Linked DNA regions of Mus musculus: all the other regions are linked to region 1. Evidence: chromatin contacts called from public promoter capture Hi-C data. All regions are on one chromosome and are shown on one strand. The core of a region is the stretch at or near the end of the contact, and the rest is flanking DNA. Distances in the headings are between cores, read along the strand shown. Region 1 holds the start of Kpna1 (karyopherin (importin) alpha 1). Region 2 holds the start of Tmem39a (transmembrane protein 39a). Region 3 holds the start of Timmdc1 (translocase of inner mitochondrial membrane domain containing 1).

What was found. Capture Hi-C pulls out chosen DNA fragments and counts their contacts.
Region 2: a promoter capture Hi-C map of liver shows a contact between it and region 1, with 2.0 times the contacts expected there. The contact joins the promoter of Tmem39a here to the promoter of Kpna1 in region 1. A contact is called at or near these places in 2 of 39 promoter capture datasets (cranial neural crest and liver) and 2 of 9 other capture datasets (adipose tissue and liver).
Region 3: a promoter capture Hi-C map of liver shows a contact between it and region 1, with 2.4 times the contacts expected there. The contact joins the promoter of Timmdc1 here to the promoter of Kpna1 in region 1. A contact is called at or near these places in 1 of 39 promoter capture datasets (hippocampal neurons) and 2 of 9 other capture datasets (adipose tissue and liver).

What each region holds. Positions count from the first base shown.
Region 1 is chr16:35,981,443-35,985,141 of GRCm38.p6, forward strand. It overlaps Kpna1 (karyopherin (importin) alpha 1), which reads left to right and starts at 1,921. Exons shown (of 14, transcript NM_008465.5): 1 at 1,921-2,066. Gm15564 (a long non-coding RNA gene) reads right to left here and starts at 1,887. Exons shown (of 2, transcript XR_001781900.2): 1 at 1,610-1,887.
Region 2 is chr16:38,561,141-38,564,839 of GRCm38.p6, forward strand. Tmem39a (transmembrane protein 39a) reads left to right here and starts at 1,674. Exons shown (of 9, transcript NM_026407.3): 1 at 1,674-1,990; 2 at 2,975-3,161. The coding sequence starts at 3,049.
Region 3 is chr16:38,521,112-38,524,810 of GRCm38.p6, forward strand. It overlaps Timmdc1 (translocase of inner mitochondrial membrane domain containing 1), which reads right to left and starts at 1,552. Exons shown (of 7, transcript NM_024273.2): 1 at 1,230-1,552. The coding sequence starts at 1,423.

The DNA of each region.
Region 1 (3,699 bases), core at 671-3,170:
TCAGGAAAACACCCCACCGACGAGCCTTCAGGCCAATCTGGTGGGAGCAGTTAGCCCATGTGGTCCTTTTTCTCCTCCTGTCTTACATTTATAGATGTATTGATTCGAAGAGTAAAAAAGTAAAATAATGACTGCCCTGAGAACTGGCGCTGCGGGATGAACCGAACGCTGGGTTAAGGCGCCCGATGCCGACGCTCATCAGACCCCAGAAAAGGTGCTGTTCCTCTCGTACTGAGCAGGATTATCATGGCAACAACACATCATCAGTAGGGTAAAACTAACCTGTCTCACGACGGTCTAAACCCAGCTCACGTTCCCTATTAGTGGGTGAACAATCCAACGCTTGGTGAATTCTGCTTCACAATGATAGGAAGAGCCGGTTAGACAAGCGCAGAAGGGAAAGAGAAGATAGACAGAGCTGGTTTGAAAATTGGTTTAATAAGTCTCCTTGGTTTACCACCCTTGTTTCTACCCTTGCCGGTCCCCTAATCATCCTTTTGCTTTTGCTCACTTTTGGACCTTGCATTCTTAATAAGTTAGTGGCTTTTGTAAAAGACAGGGTTAGTGTTGTACAGGTAATGGTGCTCCGACAACAGTACCTGACTTTGCCGAAAGAAGAAGAGGGGTCGCTCTAAGATTAGAGCTACTCACAAGAAGAAGTGGGGAAATGAAGAGTAAAAAAATAAAATAATGACTGCCCTGAGAACATGGGCCCCCGCCCCCGGCCAGATGGCCTAATTCCCTGGAACTCTTGGGAAAAACAACCACAAAATGTTTCAATGTCCCAGGTGCCTTGAAGTAAATATCCGCCCCTAGACTTCCCCTGTTTCCTCTCCCATCCTCCCCCTAGGTTCTGGTTTTTACCTTTATAAACCTGCTGGAAAATAGGGTTGGGGTCAGACTCCTCTACCCCTGCGTGGTGTATGGGTCTCGACCTCAGCATGCTGGTTTGTGTGCCATTAAAAACCTCGTGTGTTTGCAGCAAGCGTGACTGTGGCTTTCTGGGCTCGCGATCCCTGAGACTTGAGTGAGGGTCTCCCTTCGGGGGTTCTACAGATTCATGTCCGGTGCTCCTCAGTATTCCTTTTAAACTGACTTGTTAAACCGTGTCCTGTGGTTGTGATTTTCCTGTGACCTCTACTTGCTGTCTTAAAGTGTTCCTTTGAAGCCACCGCTCTACTCCCCAGAAAGAAAAAAAAATTCTATCATGTAACGGTTAAGTCATTTCCCTAAATATTTTGTTTTAGCGTGCCTTCTCATAGCAACGCAAATATTTTCGCTGGAAATTGCCGTTTTTGAGATAGGGGTCTTTCTACGTAGTAATGCTGGTCTAGAATTCGCCATTCTCCTGCCTCAGACTTCCTAGAGCTGAAAATACAGGCGTGCGTTACCGTCATGCTAGGCTCAAAAAGCGATTTAATGTTATATGATACTAATAAATTACCGGGTAAGATGGGTGAGAACTGAAGAGAATACCCAGAAAGTTCCTGCAAACGGGTTGCATGTGAATTCTTTGAACGTGAGACACTGACGTATTTTGTAATACTCCCTCAGCCTCCAACCATGCCATCATTCATCCAATAAGCATGCTCGGCTGTGAGGTACCTACCATGTGAGAGGGAAGCTATATTGATGTGAGGGGGAATCCGTCCATTCTGGAAGAGCTTAGTAAGGACAAGTTTGTTTCCATAACTTCTATATGTCTGCGCTTTTACTGACTGCCAACCTGGTCCGCAGAGACCCACGCCCTGGCCGCCGCCTTTTCCCTGGCCGCCGCTAGCCTAGGGCGTCCACGCTCGGAGACTCCGCTTCCCGGCAGCCCCTGCGGCAGGCGGCGGAGAAGCGCACGCAGGCGCGCCGGCCGGCCCCCGCACGCAGGCGCAGTGCGCACGCCGGCTGAGCTGGGTCTCGCGGCTCTGTGAGCGGCAGCGGAGAGCGAGGCCTGGTGAGCGCCGCCGTGGTGCGCGCCGGCTGGTCAAGGTTGTGCGCAGAAGAGGCGCAGCGGGCGGGCCAAGAGCGAGCGTCTCCCTCTTCGTAGTGGCACCGGGACCGGTCGCCTGGAGCCGGTGAGTGGGGGCACCTCGCGGCCCCTCCCCCTCGGCGGGCGGCTCTGGGTCCCCCTCCGCGGACCCGAGGGAGGCCCCGGGGCGAAGGCGGACGCGGGCGGAAGCCGGAGCTGGCTCGGGCGCGCCGGGGACCGGACCCTCGCGTCGCTCCGGTGCGTCACGGGCCCGGCGGTCCTAACGGCCGCGCGGCGGCGGAGCGGGGTGGGGGTGGGGAACGCTGGTGCTCGCCGTGAGGAACGCCGGTCGGGGCGGGGCGGCGCGGCGCGGCGCGGCGGTGGAAGCGGCGTCGGGGACTGCGGGGCGCCGGGCGGCGGCGCGGAGTCTGCGCGCCGCGCTAGCTTGAGGGCGGGGGCGGGCGGCGCGGAGTGCGGTGGCTGAGGCCGAGGCGTGCGGGGCCGATCGGGGAGTTGGCAGGTTACCACCGGGGCCGGTGTTTGGAGGGAGGTGGGGGTGGAGACGGGAGGCTTGCAGTTTACAGATGTCATAACTACGCGGGCCTGGAGCTGCTGACGGGGGTGTGGTAATTATAGCAATGACAAGTTGGTCGGCTGTGTGAGCCGGCGATGCGAGGGAAACCGCCAAGCCTTAGCTGAGGCTCGCATTGGGAGCAGAAAACTGGAGGGTGACTGGGATCAGGGACATCGGCAAGAAAGAATGTGTGGGTTGAATGCAGCTGCTTCCAAACCACTTTTCAATGAAAAGTTTCACATGAATTGATTTTAAGGCTTAAACTTCGGCTTGGTAAATTACTATAGGAATCAGCCACCGAGAAATGCTTTTGAGATATTAAACACTATTGTCTGGCCTTTTCCCTCTTAAAAGAGTTCCGTCAAACACCTCCTTCCTCCTCCTCCTCCTCCTCCTCTTTTTTTTGTGTTTTTGTTTTTGTTTTTTTTCGAGACAGGGTTTCTCTGTGTAGCCCTGGCTGTCCTGGAACTCACTCTGTAGACCAGGCTGTCCTGGAACTCACTCTGTAGACCAGGCTGTCTTGGAACTCAGAAATTCACCTGCCTCTGCCTCCCAAGTGCTGGGATTAAAGGCGTGCGCCACCACTGCCCAGCCTGTTTTTTTTTGAGGTTGGGTTTTGTTTGGTAGGCTGGCTTTGAGCTTCTTATCCTGCCCTGGCCTTCGGGGTGGCAGGATTTCAGAGTCACACAGAAACTACACAGTCAGTTCAAAATTTCCATCAGTCTAGATATCAAAGTAGGTACTAACTAGTCCCAACCTTCTTGCCTGTAGGTTGCCTTTTCTTTGTTTTTGAGACAAGTCTCACTATTTAGTCATGGCTGGCCTAGCATTACATTGGTTGTCTTGAACTCAAAACACTCCTGCCTCAGCCTCTCAAGTGTTTGGGGTTACAGCATGCCTGCACGTGCGGGTGTTAGTATAAATTTGTATTCATGATGTGTACAACATTTACTTATTTATATACTTACTTTTAGATAGGGTCTCATTACATAGCTCTGGAATTCTTACATAGACCAGGCTGCCACTGAACTCAGAGATCCACCTGCCTCTGCTCTTGGAATTCTGAAATTAAAGACGTGTGTTGTCACACCTGACCTCCTTTCTCCATTTTAAAGGCTGAAAGGTCTAAATTTTGAAAGGAACTTGAGAATGGTTTAGCTTTTTA
Region 2 (3,699 bases), core at 424-2,923, 2.6 Mb after region 1:
GTCTCAGACTAGGTGGAAAGTACCCAAGGTTGTCCTATGACCTCCACACTCTTGGCCTGGCATTCACATGCCCCCCCACCCCACCCCCCACACATAAACAATATGCATATGTGAGGGAACACGTGGCATTTCTCTTTTCAAACTTGTTGCCTTACTTGATATAATATTTTCCAGTTCTATCATCATTTTTCTTTAAAGCTTAGTAAAAACCATCGTGGGTTTTTTAATGATCCACCCATCTGAAGATGCACATGTAGACTGACTCAATTTCCTTGCTGTTGTGAATGAAACGGTAGTAAACATGGATGTGCAACTATCTTTGGGTGCATATGGTCAGGACTGGTACAGCCAGGTCCTGTCATTGTGATTTTTGTTTGTTTTCATTTTCAAACACCTCCATCATGAAGGCCACAGTGGTTACACCTTTCTATACTGACACCAACTGTGAGTAAGGATCCTTCTCCTCTCCATCCTAGCCAACATTTTGATTTATTTATATCTATTTATCTTTTTTCTTGATGATAGCAAATCTGACTGAGGTGAGATGGCATCTCAATGTAGTTATAATTTGCATCCCCCTGGCCTCCACCGGCACACCAGGCTTATTCTTCTTTATTTTACCTTTTTCTACTTTAAAGATTTATTTATTTTATATATGTGAGTGCACTGTAGCTGTCTTCAGACACACCAGATGAGGGCATCAAGTCCCATTACAGATGGTTGTGAGCCACCATGTGATTTCTGGGAATTGAACTCAGGACCATTCAGTGCTCTTTAACTGCTGAGCCAACTCTCCAGCCCTATCAGGCTTGCTTCATTTTGATATCAAACTACTGACAGTTCTGGGCAACATTGGGCTGCCTATCTTTTTTTTGGGGGGGGGGGTAGGGTGAAGGCTAGGGATTGAACTCAGCATGGTAAAGTAAGCTGTACAATTGAGACTCCATATCTTTTTATTTACCACGTACTGTCCTCGGAAAACAGCTTACTCATCTTTGGAGCTTCAGACCCTTTACAGTATTGGCACTAGTGCCATCCCTGGACCTCAGATGTAGTTTTGTTTCGTTTTTTTTTTTTTTTTTGACACAAGGTTTCTCTGTGTAGCCCTGGCTGTCCTGGAACTCACTCTGTAGACCATGCTGGCCTCGAACTCAGAAATCCACCTGCCTCTGCCTCCCAAGTGCTGGGATTAAAGGCGTGCGCCACCACTGCTCTGCTCAGATATACTTCTAACTGTGAATTTATTGTTCTTAACAGCATTACTGAAGCTTGTTGCTGCGTTCTCTTATTTATTAGACTTAACTTTTCTAGAACTCATTCTTTATTTCTATTATCTACCTAGTTCATTATTTAATATTCAGTCCCTGCAAGGGGCAGGCGTCCGACGTGCTTGTCACAGTCGTTTGCATATGAAAGACGTGATCTTAGGTGGCATCTCCGAATTTCCCTTCTCTTCTCCAAGCATTTCTCTAGACACTAGCTGACTGGAGCCAGGGAAAATTTGGGGAAAAAAACAACCAAAAACCAAACTAACCAACAAACAGAAAAACTCCGCCGGGCACGTATGGGCCGGAAAGCCCGGGCGCCGGAGAGTCCCACTGCGCAGGTGCGCCGGGAGGAGGGCGAGCCAGCTCTGCTGGCCGCAAGCCTGTTTCCGGGGGCCAGCGCGACGCAGAGCTGACGTCATCGCTGTGCGCTGCCACGTCTCCTCAGCTCCCGGGCGATGGAGGCTGAGGATGATGAGTCTTGGTGATGGGGTCGGACTGTGCTTCTGACTTTAGCTCTGGCTCTGGCACGGACTCCCGGTCTGGGTCTGGTAACCTAGCGACCCGAGAGCTTTCTTCGACTGTCCAGTGGGATCCTGCCTGCGTCCCGGCAGCTGTTTTTGGAGCGCTTTAGAGGAGGGAGTGAGTTTGGGTGCCCGGGGTCGCGGCTGTGAAGCCGCCGCCTCCTCCCAGGGATCCCTCTCCGTGGCCAGCCTGTCCCATGCGTGAGTTTTACTTAACCTGCTTTGTCATCTCGCCGGCCCTGGCGTGCTTCGGCTCTTTCGGCCGCCGGCCTGAGACCACTAGGTGATTCCGTCTTGGAGGTTTAGTCCAGTCAAGTTTGTGGTTTCTCGCCTTCCACCTCGAACAATCTTACGCTGATGCGCCCCAGCCTTTTGCCCTCACCGTACTTTCTCTTTAATTGAGCAGGGATCAGCTTTCTTTGCCTTTAACAGTTTGGAGTCTTTGTCCCACCTGGCGTTTGTTAGCCTACAGTGGACTAGGGAACCTCGGATCCCTCTACAGTAGTAATGTTAAGCAAAAAAAAAAATTTTTTTTTTCAGAGTATTTTTAGTCGTATTTAGGAAATACGTGGTATATGTTGGCAGAACCATGTTTGCCGAAATTGAGGAAAACATAATGTCGTCGTCCGCCCACCTCCCCCCTGAAGATCTCTTTAGCCCTTTAATTTTGCACGTTCATTTAATTTCTTAGCGGTTTTACAGAAGCTTTTCTGAAACGGGCAACCATTTGAGTGAAATGAAGAAACAAACTCTGGTTAAATGACTTGGTCAAGGTCAGAAACCTGCGGCAAATCTTAGTCAGATTCCTTGATAACAACCTCATATTTTGGACAGAGATATTTCCTGTATTTCAAGTGATTTTAATGTGAAATTGCAAATTAGAATCGAGTAAGTTGTGGTGTTTCTTGTAGAATGCCACCTTGTAGATTGTAGTCTTGTTTTATTTAAGAAAAAGTCAGCAAGACAAGACACCAGCCGGGAGTTGCCTTAATGCTGAATACAGCTGAGCTCAGAATTTAAACCTCTGACCTTACCCCAGATCCAAGCAGTATATAGGGACAGGAACATTTATTTGAAAATTCAATCTGGATTTTATAAGATCTGCTCACTGAGTTTTAACATTTGCTTGTTATACTGACTTCTAGAAAAAGTTACAATCTTTCTTTCTTTTTTAATATTATTCAGATTTGAAATAAGTTGACAGTCATCAGCCTGGGTGGCAACTTCAGGTGGCACTGGAAATTACCTGGTTCCTGGACATGCCCAGTAGAAGGCGGGGTCCCAGTCGGCAGCAGCTAAGCCGGTCAGCTTTACCTTCCATACAGACGTTGGTCGGCGGCGGCTGTGGCAATGGGACGGGCTTGAGGAACAGGTAAAGAACATATAATTCTATGCTTAACACTTGGCATGATTTGTAATAGCCTGTTATCAGTGAGACTAATACAAAATAATTCTATTCAAATGTTTGCTTATCAAACTTATCACTGAAGTAGGAATTCTGCCTTTGAAGACTGAAAACTTAGTGTTTCACTTTTCAGAGTTCTTTGCAGGTAGAATGATGTTACGCAGGGACCACAAAGTAGAAGTGTCCATTTCTCTTTTCTTTTCCTTCCTTTTCCTTTCCTTTTCTTTTTTTTAACATAAATTTTTTTTTTTTAGTTTTATTTATTTTTTTATGTGTACCGATGTTTTGCCTGCATGTATGTCTGTGTACCACTTGCATGCCTGATGCCTCTAGATGCCAAAAGAGGTTATTGGGGGTTTAGATGGTTCTGAGCCACCATGTACATTTTGGGAACCAAACCTTGGTCCCCTGCAAGAGCAGATAATGCTCTCAACCATGGGACCATCTCTATCCTCCAACTCCCTTAAAAAATGACCCATTGGGTTCACTTTGTCCCGTTCTTTTG
Region 3 (3,699 bases), core at 302-2,801, 2.5 Mb after region 1:
ATTCCATTCCCACGAGGTAGCTCTCATGGTTATCAGGAAGGCACACAGACATGCACACAGACATACACACAGGCAAGACACTCATACACATAAAATAAAAATAATTTTTAAAAAGAGATGCTGAAACTAATAGAATTATTAAATACAAGTCTGCCAGCTCCCTTGTCCAAATTTATTTATAATCACTTGATAACAGTGTAGTATGGTAAACTACTTCATGAAAAGAGATACTTTCACCATTGATTAATAAATGAATAACGTTAAATAAATATCAGGTGAAAGTAATGCAGGATTAATCATTTACTCCTCACATAGTTTATTTTAGTATCTTCTGCAAAGGGAGATGGAGCTGGGCGTGTAACATCTGTGGCAGATGACCAACCCCCATCAGGGAAAAAAAAAAAAAAAAAAAAGAGAGGCTCGGCCCAGAATCCCAGAAGACCCGGCTGTAATCCCAAAATCTGGGAGGTTGAGAATGGATTGTAGCTTTGAGTTTCAGGCCAGCTTGGTCTACAAGCACAGCAAAACTCTTGTCTCAAAAAGGAGAGTTGGGGGACTAGAGGGATGGCTTGGCAGCTAAGATCGTGTACTAGTTTTACAAAGGATCCGGGTTCAGTTCTTAGAACCCCTGTAACTGTGACTCCAGGTAACTCCAGATCCAGGAGAATCTGACACCTCTGGCTGAGGGCATGTGCACTCTACTGCCCATACCCAAATACCGACCCCCACATACAAGTAGTTCTTAACAATGGAGGTGGGAACAAGGGGGCAGAGCTGCTGGAAGGTGCGGAGAGGAGGAGGAGGAGAACAGTTGTCACTGTTTTTTTTTTTTTTCTTGTGCAAAATAATAATGATAAATTAACAATTCTCTCTGTCCTTCCAGCTTCTGGAGTATATAAAGCCATTACTGACAAAGAAAAATCAAACGAAATACGAAAAAACAATATTAGTGTAGACTTCACAATATAGTTCCCAGTGATACTACATGACAATAATCGAATGAATCCAATTTTTCTAATATGTAAAGTTAGGGTACTGGTTTCACGAGAACGATACTGTCTTAAGAGTGTGACTCTGAGTGAATCCGACTCAGAAGGCTGCATGTCAACCAGGTCGGACACTATCCGGGCAGAGAGAACTTTCAGCGTCGCAGGGACCGCGCGCTGGAGCTCGCCCGGGCTGCGGCCGTCCCCCGAGCATCCCTCCCCACACACCCGAGACATTTTTACTCTTTGGCAAACAGCTGCCGGAGGCGGTCCCATCCGGATTCCAGGGAACCGGGGTCTGAGACACCTGAACGCTGCTCCCGATCCTCCACAAAGCCTGGGGAATCCGCAGCCACCGCACCGGCAGCAAAGACTCGGGGGAAAGGACCCCAGGCTCCGCAAAGGCGGCTGCGGGGAGCGGGCGGCGGCGCGCCCATGGCGCCCTCCTACCCGCAGAGAGACAGACACCCCAGGGTCGGCGGGCACCGTGGGAGAGGGTGACCTGTACAGCCCACTAGCGGCACGTTGGGGGACACTGAACCTCACATCCGGTCCCCAGCCGGCTCACTTCCGGAAGCTCTCGGAAAGGAGACCGGAAGCCCCGCCCCTAGTCGCGCAAAGGCGGGGTGAGGGCGGGGCTCGGGACGTAGAAACTGGAACTGAGAGCTCTTTCGGTAGCGCAGGGTTAGGGATCAGTCGAGCCCCGGAAGTGAGTTGGCGGCCGTTTCGTTTCATCTCAGTGATGTCCTTTGGCGTTTGCGCCCCGTAACTCTGGTCTTCTGGACCTGCTCAGCTTGAAGTGCTCAGGGGCTTAAGTGAGATGGCTCATGTAAGATGCAGAAGGCCACGCAGAAGGGGACAGTACTTTAATCACTGCAAGCGCAGTGGGGAAAGAGGTAGGCGATGCGCTTCTAGGCCACGCCCTGGCGGGCCGGAGGAGCTTCCTGGGCGGAGCAGAGTCTAACCTTAGGGCGCACCCGAAAAGGTCCAAGATTTAAAAACTATTTTTGAAATATCAGCTGTGGGCATTTTTTTCCCCATAACGTGGGCTCCACTACAAGTATCCGTATGCTTACTGCTCCGAGAAGGCAAAAGATCTAGAATTATCATTTAATAACTGAAACTATTATTTCCTGTTTCTTTCAACACAAGACAAAACCAAAAAACTTGTTTACCAAGGTAAAAATATTCCCAATCATTTTGTGTAATTTAGTTATTGGTCGTTACCACAAATCTCATAGTCTTTGCAAACCCTTTCACCTACTATTTTTCTTTTCTAGTTAAAGTACCACAATGAATATACAGCTTGGTGGTGCTCTACAGTCACTTCCACGGAGTACCTAAATAAGTGATTGATTACAAACTTTCATGAGGATATAGTAATAGGATTTGGGAGTTGACTGTGGGACATCTCTACAGATGAGGTTCAGGAAAGTGCCGTGAATGAAGCCCCCATTAGCATTTACTGCAGTGGTATAATTGCCTATTTGCTGATCTCTATCAAGAGGACTGAAGCTGTGCTTTCATCTCTGGATTTGGACTTAGGAATCACCAATCAGTCTATACCATGAAGTAGATGTTAAGTAATTATCTTCTTTGGAGGGAAGGAGGGTCCAAGATAGGGTTTCTCTTGTGTAGCCCTGGCTGTCACATAATTAGCTCTGAAGACCAGGCAGGCCTCCATCTCAGTGATCCACTTGCCTGAAGTAATTAAATGTTGAGTGAATTATTCAGACCCCAATTCCTAGCTCTAGCTTGATGCCTGCTTGGTCTATTTTTCAGAGGTGGTCACTGGGATTAGGGTCCCAGGGCCTGAAAGCCCAACAAAATGAATGTGTTGACTGTCTAGCTTAGCTGTGAGAAGAGCTGAGTGCATTTCTTTGACACATTTGAGGTCCCGGAAATGATCCTTTGCACTTGAACTTTCTAGAATCAGGGTCGACATGAATGAGGACAGGGCAAAGATTGGGCAAACACTAACAAAATCATTTACCTATGGGGATTGGAGAGATGGCTCAGTGGTTAAGAGCACTGGCTGCTCTTCTGAGAGATCTTGAGTTCAATTCCCAGCAACTATATGGTGGCTCACAACCATCTGTAATGGAATCTGATCTTCCCTTCTGATGTGCATGAAGACAGGGTGCTCAAATACATAAAATAAAATGTTAAAAACCATTACATATAGCTCAGATGTCCCCAGGATCCAACATCCTGTAGAGACAAACAAGGTCTTCCTTAGTACCAGATAGATTTCACAAACTCTTCAGCTCCCTTTTCCATTTAGGTGGTCCTGGAAAATGCTCCTATGCCAGGCGAGTGTCCTACCACTCACCTACATCCTAGCCCCAAAGACTCAAAAGCTGCCTTTGGTACCTAGTACCGAGAATTTCCCTAGGCCCTTGGTGATGGTCCATCTCACCGCTCTACCTTAACTCTCTCTCTTACTCAGCCTCCCACATTCTCGAAGCTACCAGACCTTACCTTCCTTTACCAGCAGAGAAACACTCCGCCTCTTCTGTTCTCTGATTTTTGTTTTGTTTTGTTTTTTGTTTTTCGAGACAGGGTTTCTCTGTGTAGTCTTGGCTGTCCTGGAACTTACTCTGTAGACTAGGCTGGCCTTGAACTCAGAAATCCACCTGACTCTGCCTCCCAAGTACTGGGAATAAAGGCATATGCCACCACCGCCCAGCTCTGTTCTCTGATCTTGAAGGGT